Regions from separate parts of the Hordeum vulgare genome. Here region 2 is linked to region 1. The links are chromatin contacts, called in public Hi-C maps. All regions are on one chromosome and are shown on one strand. Each heading gives the region's core, a stretch centred on a gene start, on an enhancer-like site or on the middle of the called end of the contact. The rest is flanking DNA. Distances are from core to core; before and after follow the strand shown.

Region 1 (6,403 bases), core at 1,440-3,939:
CCTCCAAGGCTCCGACTGTCTAACTGATTCTCCGATCTTGGCCGCCATGACCTTCTCCATCGCTGTCTTCACCATGGAAATCGAGAAGCCGACATATCCCAAGGTGTCCAACAGAGCTTCATGCCACGCCCTCAGAACCTCATAGGCTGATATGGGCATGCACGACTGGAATCTAACCGATCTAGAAATCATGGGCAAGATCTCCGACGGTCGTCCCGGAACACGTCAATGGCCAGATCAAGGAGGACTGATCTTGCATGTCGTTGTCGTGATGCGAGAAGAGCACAAGGACCGCCACCTTGGTCAAATCACGGTAGTAGGCCCCCACGCCGCACTGATCCAGCCTGCCTGTCTCCGTCAGGCCAGGCGTCAGCACCACCGTGGTGCCTAGCAGCCGACACCGTCACCCCACCACGACAACCTCAAGCCATCCATTGGACATGGCCGACCCGCACTGCCACAGTCCCGCGCCGCCCAAGGCACACCAACCGAAGTAGGCCATAATTGATCTGGCAGAGCCCCGCCGCTGCCCTGGGCGCGCCTAGCCCGTTCCACACAGCCACCACGCCGCCAGGGCCAAGCCCTGAGCCCGCACCGCGCCGCCACGCTCGACGCTCCGTCCTGGACGTGAAGCAGGCACACCTACCTCCACCAGAAACAACACTAAGGACCGAAGCCAAGGTGTCCAACGGCCCACGATGAGAAGTTCCATGGCTGGGGAGGCAGGCCGAGCCGGCGGCAGAGCATACCCAGCGCGGTGAAGTGAGATCCGCGTAGGGGCAATTATGCGTGGGAGCACAAATGGCATGCAGAAGAACCCGCCGCCGCCAACCACCGTCTGGGGCTTTGCGGGGGGGGGGGGGGGGTCCGGTTGGCAGCGGCGAGGGGAGTAAGGCGTGGCGGGGGCTTGGAGCAGCGGCAGGGGCGGAGCCACCCAAGTCACCCCAGGGGACGATGCGGGGGCGCGGTCCTTTTTTCCACCCTAGCCTATTTTGTATTTTGCGTTGTATGATTGTCTCCCATTACAGTTGCATGGCATTCAGATCTAATTTCTCAATTTGCAAGTTCCAGTAGCATGTGAGTCATTTGTTGATGGACAAAACAAATTTGTGTGAGCTGTTTCCTAGTGAACACTCTATTCTCAAACGGGAATCACAGAGCTATCATTTTGTCCTATCATTCTATCAATTAGGCAAGAATTCCCTTGATGAACCAAAGACTTATGTATGTCTATAGTCTGTACACACAGCATAGCAAAAAAAAAAAATCAAATCAAGACTGTTATTGTCACAATTTGTACTGCTCCTTATTTTCCGCAATCAGGTTTTCGTCCTATAACCTGTGTCCGAGCCGAGTGTAGGCAGTGGGTTTCCTGATGATGCATCGAAACTGCTCCTTATTTTCTGCATCCCCTCTTTTTGTGTGAATGTTGCTGCTCTAAAGTGGTCTCGATGACCTGCTGCTGCAGTTGCTGGCTAGACAGCTAGCTGATCGAAATCATTTGTATCGTGCTACAGGCCAGATAAGTTGGGAACCAACTTATGTTGTACGAGTGTAATTATACCCCCACATGATTCAGAAACGTAGTGATTCTGTGGCAATTTCTATTCTGAGATCTAGCAAGAATAACCCTCTGCAGTGGTCATTTCATCGCCAAGGCCACACCAACAGATCTTCCAAAACCTGTGACACACCTTTCCTTCTCCAATCACACCCCTCGCATGGTCACACCAAGTGTGCTGGTGCATAATCCAACAATTCCACGATGCATCTCTCCACTGGTTTATGTATGAACTCCAATAAAAGAAGACACCACAGCCACTAGAAGTCTAGAACAACAACAATGGTTTCAACCCCAAACCACTAAACTCTAAGATGTAAGAAACGAAAGTCCAACAGCTAAATCACAAGTAGGTGTCCGATCTAACCTAGAGGACGAATCAAGTGAAACGCAGACCTGAGTTGGGGTACCAAGCAATAGTACTTCATTTGGTATTTGCCACTGCTTTACTACTCCACTCCGATCCACACTATACCAAGATCGTCTAGACTGGCAACAAAAATGAAGCAATCACCAGATTACCAGCATCACCAAACTAATTTGATAGAGCAAATGAATGGCCAAGCGAAGGTAGCATCCTGGGTCCGAAGAAACAGATCAGGAAGCAAGCAAATCCATACTGGCGAGCATACTACTACCAGCGATTTGAACAGCTACTAACAGGAAGTGGCAGGAGTTAGTAATTAAGAGATGGGAGGCGAGCAAGCACCTCTCCTGGCCAGCGGTGTCCCAAATCTGGGCCTTGACGACCTTGCCGTCGACCTGGAGGCTGCGGGTGGCGAACTCGACCCCGATGGTGGACTTGGATTCGAGGCAGAACTCGTTCTTGGTGAAGCGCGAGAGCAGGTTGGACTTGCCGACGCCGGAGTCGCCGATGATCACCGCCTTGAAGAGGTAGTCGTAGTCGTCCTCCGCCCTGTAGGCGCCGCCTCCGCTGCCCGCCATCCCCTTGCCTGTCTCGCGGGTCCTGGACCTTCCTCCTCCCCGGCCAGCTAGTGCTAGGCTCTGGATCTCGCGGGGTCTGGCTGGGTGCAGCGTTGGCGTCGCTGTGGACGACGACGGAGCAGTAATGGGCGACAGCGACACCGTGTGAACTGGGTTTGCTGCCTTGCTGCTGCTACGCAGTCGTAATAAATCTGAAATATTTATTTGGTGCGCCGTTCTTGTGCACGAAACCCCCTGCAGTTTTATGATTTAGGCTGTGTTTGGTTCCAAACTATTTTTAAAGTATTTCAAGAATACTACAGTCAAAATACAATGATTTTAAATACTTTGAGGTGTTTGGGTCTGATTAAAATTGTAGTATTATAAACTACAATATACATAAAACTGTAGTATTTTTGCAGTATTATTACGACACTGTATATTTCGATTGCCAAACATGTCATTGTTTTCATAAACTACAGTATACATTGTCATTGTATAAAAAATTGTAGTATTAAAATACCGAGGTTTAGAAACAAAACATTGCTTTCAACTAAACCTTAGTGTAAAATTGTGCTCTACCTCGAGAGTCAAGATGTAGATCCATTTGGAACATGTATATTTGAAGATGCAAAAGTAGGTGCTATAGAATTTACATCATCAAAAAGTGATTTTATATTTTTAAAAAGGTTTCAACCTCAACAGATGATGTAAAACGATAATGTAAATGGGCAACTCCAATAGTTGATGTAAACTGGAGATGCAAAACTGACCGACCGTCGCACGGCCGCTGTACAGCCGGCAACGGTTGCAAGCGGCGGGGACTGCACAACTAAAGAGATGGCCGGTGTCGTCGGGAGCTCTGTGTGGCAGGCGTGCGTCTTCGCACGGCCGGAAGAACGGCAAGGCTTGCGGCCATCAAGCAGACGAAGTGGCGTGCCTTCACTATCTCTCGCGGGGGGAGGGGGCACGGGTCTAATCTTGGATGAAGCCTACCCCATCGTAGACCTCACACGCGAAGGCATTTAGGCCAGCCGCGGGCGTCGAAGAAACTTCGATTCATCGACGGCTGAAACTGAATCGACGGCTCTGGGCGGCGCCTGGGCGAGGTAAGCGGCTGGGGACGAGGGGTGGGGTGGCGAAGTAACGGCGGGCCCGTGTGGGCGTCGGGCGGTGGACAGCGGCGACGATTTGAAGTGGATTTGGCTGGCAGCGGAGTTGGGCGGCCGCAGCCGGTCGCGCGGAAGGGAAAGGAAGTGGCGGTTGGGTGGTTGGTGGACGGACGCGACTTTACATCTCCTCGAGTTGAAGATGCAAAATTGCACCACAAAGTGGTATAGGATACATCTCGCAGATGTATTTTTTTTGTATCTGCATAATGTCTTGAAGCGGCGTTTTGGGGCCTCGAAGCTGCAAAAGCTAGTTATTTTTTGCATCTACATCTTCTATTGTAGATGCTATAATATCTTTGAGATGCTAGCAGAGAACGAGAAATAAAGTGTATTCCCTCACTTTGTATTAGTTGAGGGACTAGTAGGTAGTAGCAAGTTCATCACAAGGTGTGGCTCCCTCGCATCGCCTCCTCCAGGACGATGGGGGCGCTAACCCTAGCCCCTGCCGCCGGTACCCCCTTCCCGTTCTCATCTCCCCTCGCAATCCTTAAAGGTGACCGTCGGGTAAGTCCATGTGCCGTCGGTGAAGGGGACGACAGGGATTTCGCGACACGCGACTGTGGCACGACTTCCTATTGGGGCGGTCATGGCGATGCGAGATCTTCCTACTGCGACTGATCCTCGTGGTGGTGCTCCGGGGACAACATGGGGATGGCGGACTTGGTAGAGATCTACTACACGAGGGCCCCAAAGCAGCGGCTCCGGACGCGACGGCGATAGCATCGTCTCCATTGGGGATAACGGAGCAAGAGGTGGCTTCATTTGACAGTGCCTAGGGCGGTGGATCAAGGGATCTCGTAACTGGATTCGTCGCCGGAGTCACGTGGCGGCTGAGCTTTCTCCGGTGTCCACGACGCTTGATATGGGAGACATGTAACCTTCCAGAGTTTGTGGATCGGAGGCCAGTTGTGCGTTCACGGATCCGCTCATAAAAATCGTGTCGACTTCGGTCTTGGCGGACGATGAATATTTGCATCATTTCGTTCATGTGGTTGTCTTCTTCCCATCCATACTGCTTTGAGGGGAATCACGGATCAGGGTCTTGTGGATCGGACGATGGCGACACACGGAGCCGTTTTCCCTTCCCACGGGCATCGATTTTTGGAGCATTTGCTTGCCGAGGGTTCCTAAGGTGGTGCGGTGTGGTCTTCATGAGACAAAGACGACGAGTCTGAGTGGTATGGTGTAGCCGGGTCTTGACGACGGACTCTTATGATGGTCGAGTGCAGGGCGGTAGCGCTCACATCATGGTGGCATTGGCGGCAAGCTAACAAGATCATTTCATTGATCATGCATCGAAGATAGGTTTGCACAAGGCGTAACGATGACTTTGAAGCGTGCACATGTAGTGTGCATTAACGGTCTGCTGGATCGATACTTCTATTTTAGATGGTATGTGTAGGGGTGAGGTGAGGAAGACGACCCTCATCATGACCACTATTATCATCAAGTTTGTAGGGAGAGTGATTTTTGTCGCCCAAGGATTGATGTTTTATTTTGTAAGGTAGTATTGAATAATATTTACCTAATAATAAAGCAAAGACGGCTTCTGGTAATACGTCGTTGATGTTTTTATAAAAAAGTCCATGTGTTTTCAACTAATTAACCAACGGTCCTTCTGTAAGTCAGGTCAAACCATTTTTTATATTTTACGCAAAACCCCTATATTTAATCCAAACTAACCCGCAGTCCATTTTTAAATGACTATGAACCGTTTTTTCAGTTTTACATAAAACCCCCTAATATATGTGTTAATCATCTCGCATCTATTAAGAATTAATATATATTTTTAAATAAACATATCTCTTAGACCGTAACTTCAATTTTAACATGTTATACATGAAATTTGATTAAACAAATGTGTAGAATTTGAATATGGCATTATTTTACATGTTCATTATTTTTAAAATGCAATTTATGGCGCAACTTAATAGATGATACACGGTACGTCTTTATTTTGTACAGGCGTTGGTTGGCAAGGAGCGAGCGAAGAAAAAAAAATTATAGTCCTTGGCAATGCTATATTTGTATGAGATTCTCTCTTTATACATGTTGCGCGATCTAGGACCGTACGTATATATCTTATTTTTGTGAAATCTATACGTCTTTACCATCGGATACTATCTTTTTGTAGTGAATATATAAGCAATTTTATGATGTACATTCACTTATAAATTCATGAACATTATAAGTACATCATGGTTTATTTTAAAAATGTTCGAACTATTTGTGTGATAGTCATGAACGTTAATATTGAACCGATAAATACGATCTTAATTTGTGTTTCATTCGATGTATGTGAAAGTGATACATATAGGCTTTCTTAAATAAAGTTAATTTATAGATCGGCCTCGTTAGTATGATCGTAAGTGCGTGCCCTCAATATGAATATATGATGAGTCAAAATCAAAATTGAATCAAAATTAAAACAATAGTTTAAATAAAATAAAATGTTTACTTCCGTTACAACGGAAATTTTTGCTAGTATATTAATAATGATTATTTGATGTAGAGGTAGAAGATTCAGCCTCTCTTTAAAAAAAAAACATGTTCACGACAATGATAAGAAATTTAGTGGTACACGCACAGAGCTTTTGTATCTTCCAACCAAACAAACAGATAAAAAGTGCCAAAAGGTGTGGCGAACAACACATCAGTACTTCATGCACTTGTGAGAGGAAGATGTTAACGTAGGATGTTGCTGTTTGGGATAGTGTTAACCACGCCCAAACTGAAAACGGAGCGA
Region 2 (6,403 bases), core at 1,678-4,177, 57 kb before region 1:
ATCGACCAGCATGGGCCATGCCATTTAGAACATAGGCATCCGTTCCACCATCCTGATTTTAGGAACCTTCTCGAAAGTTCCAACCAGTTATTCAGTTTTTGGTACCTTTTAGAAGGTCTTAAACCGGTTTTTTTGTTTCTTTTTCGTTTTTATTTTTTCCTTTTTCCTTTTCTCTCCTTTTTGTTTTTTCATTTTTCAATTATATTTTCTTTTTTATTTCCCCTTTTTCTATTTCTCATTTTATTTACTTTTCTTTCCTTTTTCAAGTTTCTTTTATTTTTTAACAAATGTTCAACATTTTTTAAAAATGTTTTGCATTTTAAACTATTTTTCAAAAAATATAACATTTATTTACAAAAAATGTACCCAATTTGAAAATTTTGTTCACAAATTTAAATATTGTTTGCCTTTTAAAAAAATGTTGATAATATGGTTGTGTTTTTTTTTAAAAAAATCGGAATGTTTCTGCTCCGAAATTTCACAACTTTTCCAAATATGTTTACCTTTCAAAAAATGTTCATATTTTAAAAAATGTTTGCTAACTTGAAAACACATCTGAAATTTCAACACATATTACAATATCTGAATAATTGTTTGAGACTCACAGAAAATGTCCATTTTAAAAAAAATGTTTCGAAAATTTATTTTTCAAAAATTAAAAATATCACCGTTCTTAAAATTTGTTCACAAATTCGAATTCCATTCCTGTTCCCAAATTAAAAATTAAAAAATGTTCCTATTCACAAAATTTGACCTCACTTACAAAAGTTGTCCCACTTCTCAAATTTTGGTAACCAATTCAAGAAATGTTCGGGTTTTCAAAAAATGTTTGAAAGTGTAGAATTTTTTTCCTATTTTAATTGTTTGTTCAACTATATAAAAGAAGTTCGCATTTTCAAAATTGTTCTAGATTTTACAATTGTTCTCACTTAAAAAAAGTTCTGAATTTCAAAAGTTATCCTTGATATCAAATTTTGTTCACCGATTGAAAAAATATTCATGTATACCAAACCTTTTTTGTAATTTTGAAATTTTTTCATTATTTCCAAAATATTCACGTTTTAAAAAATGTACTAGAATTAGAGAAATGTTCGGTTTTCAAATATTGTTCAGAATGTTGAAATATGTTGCATTTTTAAAGTTTTTTTTAAACCTTCGAAAAATGTTCACCTTTTCAAAACATGTTCAATAATTTGAAATTTCTGTATAATTCTAAAATATGCTGAGAATTTTTGAAAATTCTTCGCGTTTGTTTAATAAAGTGTTTAAAATTTGAAACACTGTTTGGAAATTTTGAAGTAATGTTCAGTTTATTTGGCTAAATTTAGTTCTTTCGAGTTTTCTCTGGTCCTTATGTAAGCAATCCTTGATAGGTGCGCTGGTTAGCCAGATACATGTATAACTAGTTGTTCGGTGTTCGAATTCCAGCTCGGTTACTTCTAATTTTGCCCATTTTTTTCATCCGACAGCTTGCTTCAATTCAACTCGAATAGGCCAGCCAAGTCTGGCGCGCTTATGCGAAGTGACGTCTATTTGCCACAGGATGCGGCGAATAGGGGAACACCCTATTTTACGCTCTTTGGGTCAAATAGTTGAGCAAATACACAGGAGCGAGATCAACTGGGCCAGCCCATCTCCCTCTGCATGCAGTTTTGTTTTTTCTTTCTTTGTCTTTTTTTCTGTTTCTTGTTTTACGTTTTTTTTACGTTTTTCTGTTTCTGTTTCATTTTTTGCTTTTTTCTATATTTATTTTTATAAACTAAGTTCATGTTTGAAAATCGTTTTTGAAATTCATAAAATATTATTGATTTTATCAAAATGTTCTAAATTTCCAATAAATGCCGTTTTTCAAAAATATTCATAACTTTAAAAAATGTACGGGATTTTACAAAAATGTTCGACATTTTCAAAAAATGTTCGCGATTTTAGTAAAATGTTCCTTTTTTTGGAAAATATTACTGTTGCTATTTCTTCTTTTCATTGCTTTAACTCGTAACAAGTTTAGCTTTTTTATAAAATGTGTTTATTTTTCAAAATTTTCGTCTTTCAAAAATTGTTCTCGTATCAAAAATACTGCAGGTATTTTCAAAAAATATTTTTTTCATAACTTGGTCAGAGTTTTCAAAAAATGTTCTTGGTTTCAAATTTTTATGAAAAATGTTGTTGTTTTACGAAAAACGTTTCTCTTTTATATTTGGAAATGTTCATGAAATTTAGAAATTTTATTTCATTTTCTAAATATGTTTTTTGTTTTCAAAAAATGTTTGTGCTTTGGTGAATTTCTAAATAGTTGATTGATGTTGAAAAAAAATCGTTGGATTTAACACGCTCACAGATTTAAAAAAAATCATCAATTTTTTAAAAATTATGAATTACTGAAAATAGTCAGCCAGTTTTAGAAAATCGTCAAATTTAAACAAAATCATCATTTTTTAAGTAAAACATTGAATTTGAAAAGGTTCATACAAATTGAAAAACAATCCATTAAATATGAAATAATTCATTTTATTTTAAAAAATGTTCATCAAACTTGAAAAAGTTTGAGCATTTAAAAAATGAAGAAGGAAAAAATCAAAGAAAAAAAGATTATAGAAAAAGTTGTAGAAAGAAAAACTTGAGACCATCTGCGAACCGCAAGATATTGGATTGGGAATCTTCCAAAAAAGGAGGCTTTTAGCGAACCAAAAATGTATAAAACAAAAAAAGGAAGTAACAAGTCACTTGTGGTAGGTCGTTCTAGTGGCTACTGTGGTTTAGACCAGAGGAATAGATAGCATGTCCGATCCGCCGCACACACCTTTTTTATAGTTTTACTGTAAAAACATGAAAAGGCAAATGGCTTGGGCCAACGTACGGGGAGTGTGTGCGTCCGTTTGCAAATTATAGAGTGGCGGGTGCTAAAGGCGTCAAATAGAAAATGCCCTTGATACGGTGGTCGCGAGGGAATTGTTTCCTTTTTTAAGATAGGCTTGAGTGGCCCAGCTCGACGTCCAATGGGCTTCATAAGGACCCTACCATTTTTCTCTCTTCTTACTGAAGGCGTGTTGCAAAGGAAAAATGATATATCTCGTTGGTGCGGATCCTACTCCAAATCGATTCCAACCCCGATTCCGTATTGATATCCAGCCTCGATTTCTTTTGCCTATATAGATTGGGGAGGTCCTATTCGCGGGACCTCCTATTAAACGCATTCTGCGTCCAATAGGGTACCTTCGCACATGCAAGCCACTGGGCCGCCGCCGCTAGCAAGGCGACTAGGCTCGCCCAGGTAGCCAGCTCGTCTCTTTTTGCTTTTTATTTATTTATTTTCCATTTTCCTTTTTTGTCTTATTATTTATTTTCTATTGTGTTTCTCTTTCTCTTTTTACTAAAAGTTTTTATATTGTGAATTTTTTTGAGTTTCTGAAACTTAATCACGTTGTATTTACAAACAAAAAATATAAATGGAGTTCTATTGGAATTTCCAAAAACACAACAAATGTGCAAACTTTTTTAATTCATGGTTTATTTTTTGCCTTTATTATTTTTCATGCATTTAAAAAAAACAGTTGACTAGTCAAATGGTCAATAACAAAGGTCCAATGAGATCGGACCCTCAAAAATGCAATGGGGCCCAATCTTCTTGGACCGGCCCACAAACGGAGGCGCGTGGACCTTCTTTAGACTCTTAAAGCGTCGAACACGAGCTCCGGTATCAATGCCTATTATTCCAAAAATGTTATCTAGGGAATATACGTTTTTCAACGAACTAACTGACGACCGTTGGATCAAAAACATGAATCCTCAAGCACTCTAAGTTGCCACGTTAGAAAATCCAACCATTTGCTCGGAACGTGCCCGAAAAGGATGCACCCGCGCCCACTCCCTACAAAAGCGTCGCCCCCTCCCTCATGCTATCCCTAATCCCTTTCATTGACTTGCAAAAAGCGAGTGCGAGAGTTAGGGGGGAGGGGGTCTGGCGACCGTGATGGGGACAATGCTCGGCACCCGTTGTGCCAGATTCCACGCCTAGCTAAGTGCTCCTCCTTGTTGCATCTCGACGACTTTGGGAAGCATTTCATGCTCCACCTCTGTGACGTCGTGCGGTCACACGGTGTTGGTGGCGCCTCCGTCGATGACAAGCAACCCCCTGAGTTGGCTGAGGTGTATTTCTTGTAGTCGTGGTAGGCCATTACTGACGACGTCGTCTCGCCGTCAGTGTCGTAAGCTGATCCATAATGTCACCCCTTTTGAGAGTCACCTTCGTCGTTGTTGGGGTTCACAAGTTGCGGAGATGAGAAGCTCCACGCGAGTTACTTGACAACACACCTGCACCCCCACCTCCCGCGACCTCATGGCGGTGTATGAGCCGAGTCCCCCTATATCTATTTTTTCGGAGATGAATTTTGCATTTTAGCTACGGATATTTGAATGTCTACTTCAACCAATTCACAAAACGTGTCAAATTCACTAAAATGTGTTTGTGGAAACTTAAAATGGTGAAGATGTGATACTAATTAAGATATATGGCAGTTTTGTAGGGGAATTTGTAGAAATTATTTTTAAGCCCAAATGGTGTGCAACTCGAACATTATTATTCCCATGGTATATCGTGTAATTGTTCCATATAGTATCATGCCATTTGTAGAGAATTTTGGTTTTGGGTATATGGCATTTTTTTGGTAAAGTGATATGTTGCGATGGAAACTCAAATATAGTGTCATGTCAAGTCATTCAACATAGTGTCATGACATTTTTCACTCAACATGGCATTTTTTGTATTCTATTCTTTAGCTAGCGCTTTTTGACTAGAGTTTCTTTTTTTTTGCTTTAATTTTCTCAGTGAACTTTGAGTACAACATGCCATATATTTTGAGCTGCATGTAGTGGAAATTTAGTTTTTAGACACTCGACATGGCAATCTACAAACATAATATCCAGTTTATATAGTTGGCATGGCTAAATTGAAAAGGCCTTTTTTCTGTTTGTGATGTTCTTCAGTTTTGCCTTGGAATATAAGATGAGCATGGCAAATCAAATATTTTTCACAAAATTTGTTCTTAATAAACTACAACATGGGAATTTCATAAGACTATATAAAGGCACTTTTTTTATGTTGCATGACATTTCTTTGAATGAACATTTCGTGTGATGTTCTTAAGTTTTGTCATGGCATATTTTCCAATGAGCATTTCAAATCAAACATTTTTCCTAAATCTTGTTTTCATATACTACAAAATGGCAATTTTGTAAGACTATATCAAGGCACTTTTTTGTATGTTGCATGATCTTTCATTGAACTTAACAGGACAATTTTTTGAATATGCCATTAAGTTCAAATAAAATTCCATGGACATACGCCACATTTTCCATGGCATTTTTATTTATTTTTCATAAAAAAACACCATTGCATGCAACATAACTTAAGATAAAATGTATTTATTTTCTATTTTGGAACAGGCAACATAACTTATTTTTTTTGTTTTATTCTTTAGAGCATGGCATTTGATAGAGAACAAATTTTCTTTTCTAATCTTGCCGTGTGAAATTTTTAGGTACCTTGGAATTTTTAGTACTTTGACCATGTCATTTTTTGAAGTAGACCATGACAGTTTCAATTTAGGTCGCATTATATTTTCTTTTTCTTTGATATAAATTTTATTAATTTAAATATGGTAATTTGTGCTAGCTACCATGGCAACTTTAGTAATTAGACCACGACATTTTTATTAAATAGACATGGTATATTCAATCTAGATAGCTTGCCTTTTTTATTTCTTTAGAGCATGGAAATTTTACAATTGGACCATGACATTTTTAGTAGACCATGAATTTTTAATTTAGATAGCATGGCATTTTATTCTTTGGAGCACGACCATTTGTTAGTTAAATCGGGCCAATTTCCTTTGCCTTATAACTTTTTTCATTTTAATATATATGATGATTGTCGACTTGTGTTAAACTTTTTCAACAAGTCTATTCCTTTGTCAATCTTGTAGGAATGTTTTTGACATATTCCGATGGGAAATTGTGCAGATTTTGTTTTCCAAATATGATGTTACAATTTGTTTACCATTGTGATAAGTTACACTTTTTCCAACAAGTTTCCATGTGATCATTTACATAATTCAAAACAATTTACCATTTCCTCGCATTTCTATTCTCTATTTTTCATATTCACATCCATGCATTATTTTTTAAACTTTCTCATGTCTAAATTAAGAATTTTTAGCAACTTAAAATGCATTGTCTTTTTTGGTATTTTTTAATCATGAGTTGAGATTAAGAGCTGAACTCTAGGAGTTCGTGTTGGTGAACGTCGCATGGGAAACAAAAATTTTCCTACGCGCACGAAGACCTATCATGGTGATGTCCATCTACGAGAGGGGATGAGTGATCTACGTACCCTAGTAGATCGTACAAC

Evidence for each region. Hi-C and Micro-C count contacts between places; a contact is called where the count stands out from the background.
Region 2: a contact with region 1 is called in a Hi-C map of leaf, with 3 times the contacts expected there. The contact joins the enhancer-like site here to the promoter of LOC123444410 in region 1. A contact is called at or near these places in 2 of 6 Hi-C or Micro-C datasets (leaf and seedling).

Annotation. Positions count from the first base shown.
Region 1 is chr3H:486,798,962-486,805,364 of MorexV3_pseudomolecules_assembly, reverse strand. LOC123444410 (ras-related protein RIC2-like) reads right to left here and starts at 2,689. Exons shown (of 2, transcript XM_045121111.1): 1 at 2,271-2,689. The coding sequence starts at 2,506.
Region 2 is chr3H:486,855,850-486,862,252 of MorexV3_pseudomolecules_assembly, reverse strand. No RefSeq gene overlaps it. Among protein-coding and RNA genes, the nearest start is that of LOC123444411, 46 kb to the right of the region's middle. Within about 2 kb of position 2,927, at least 2 of the 3 cell types and tissues checked have open chromatin away from gene starts, as enhancers often do. A contact at or near this core is called in leaf, where this site is marked.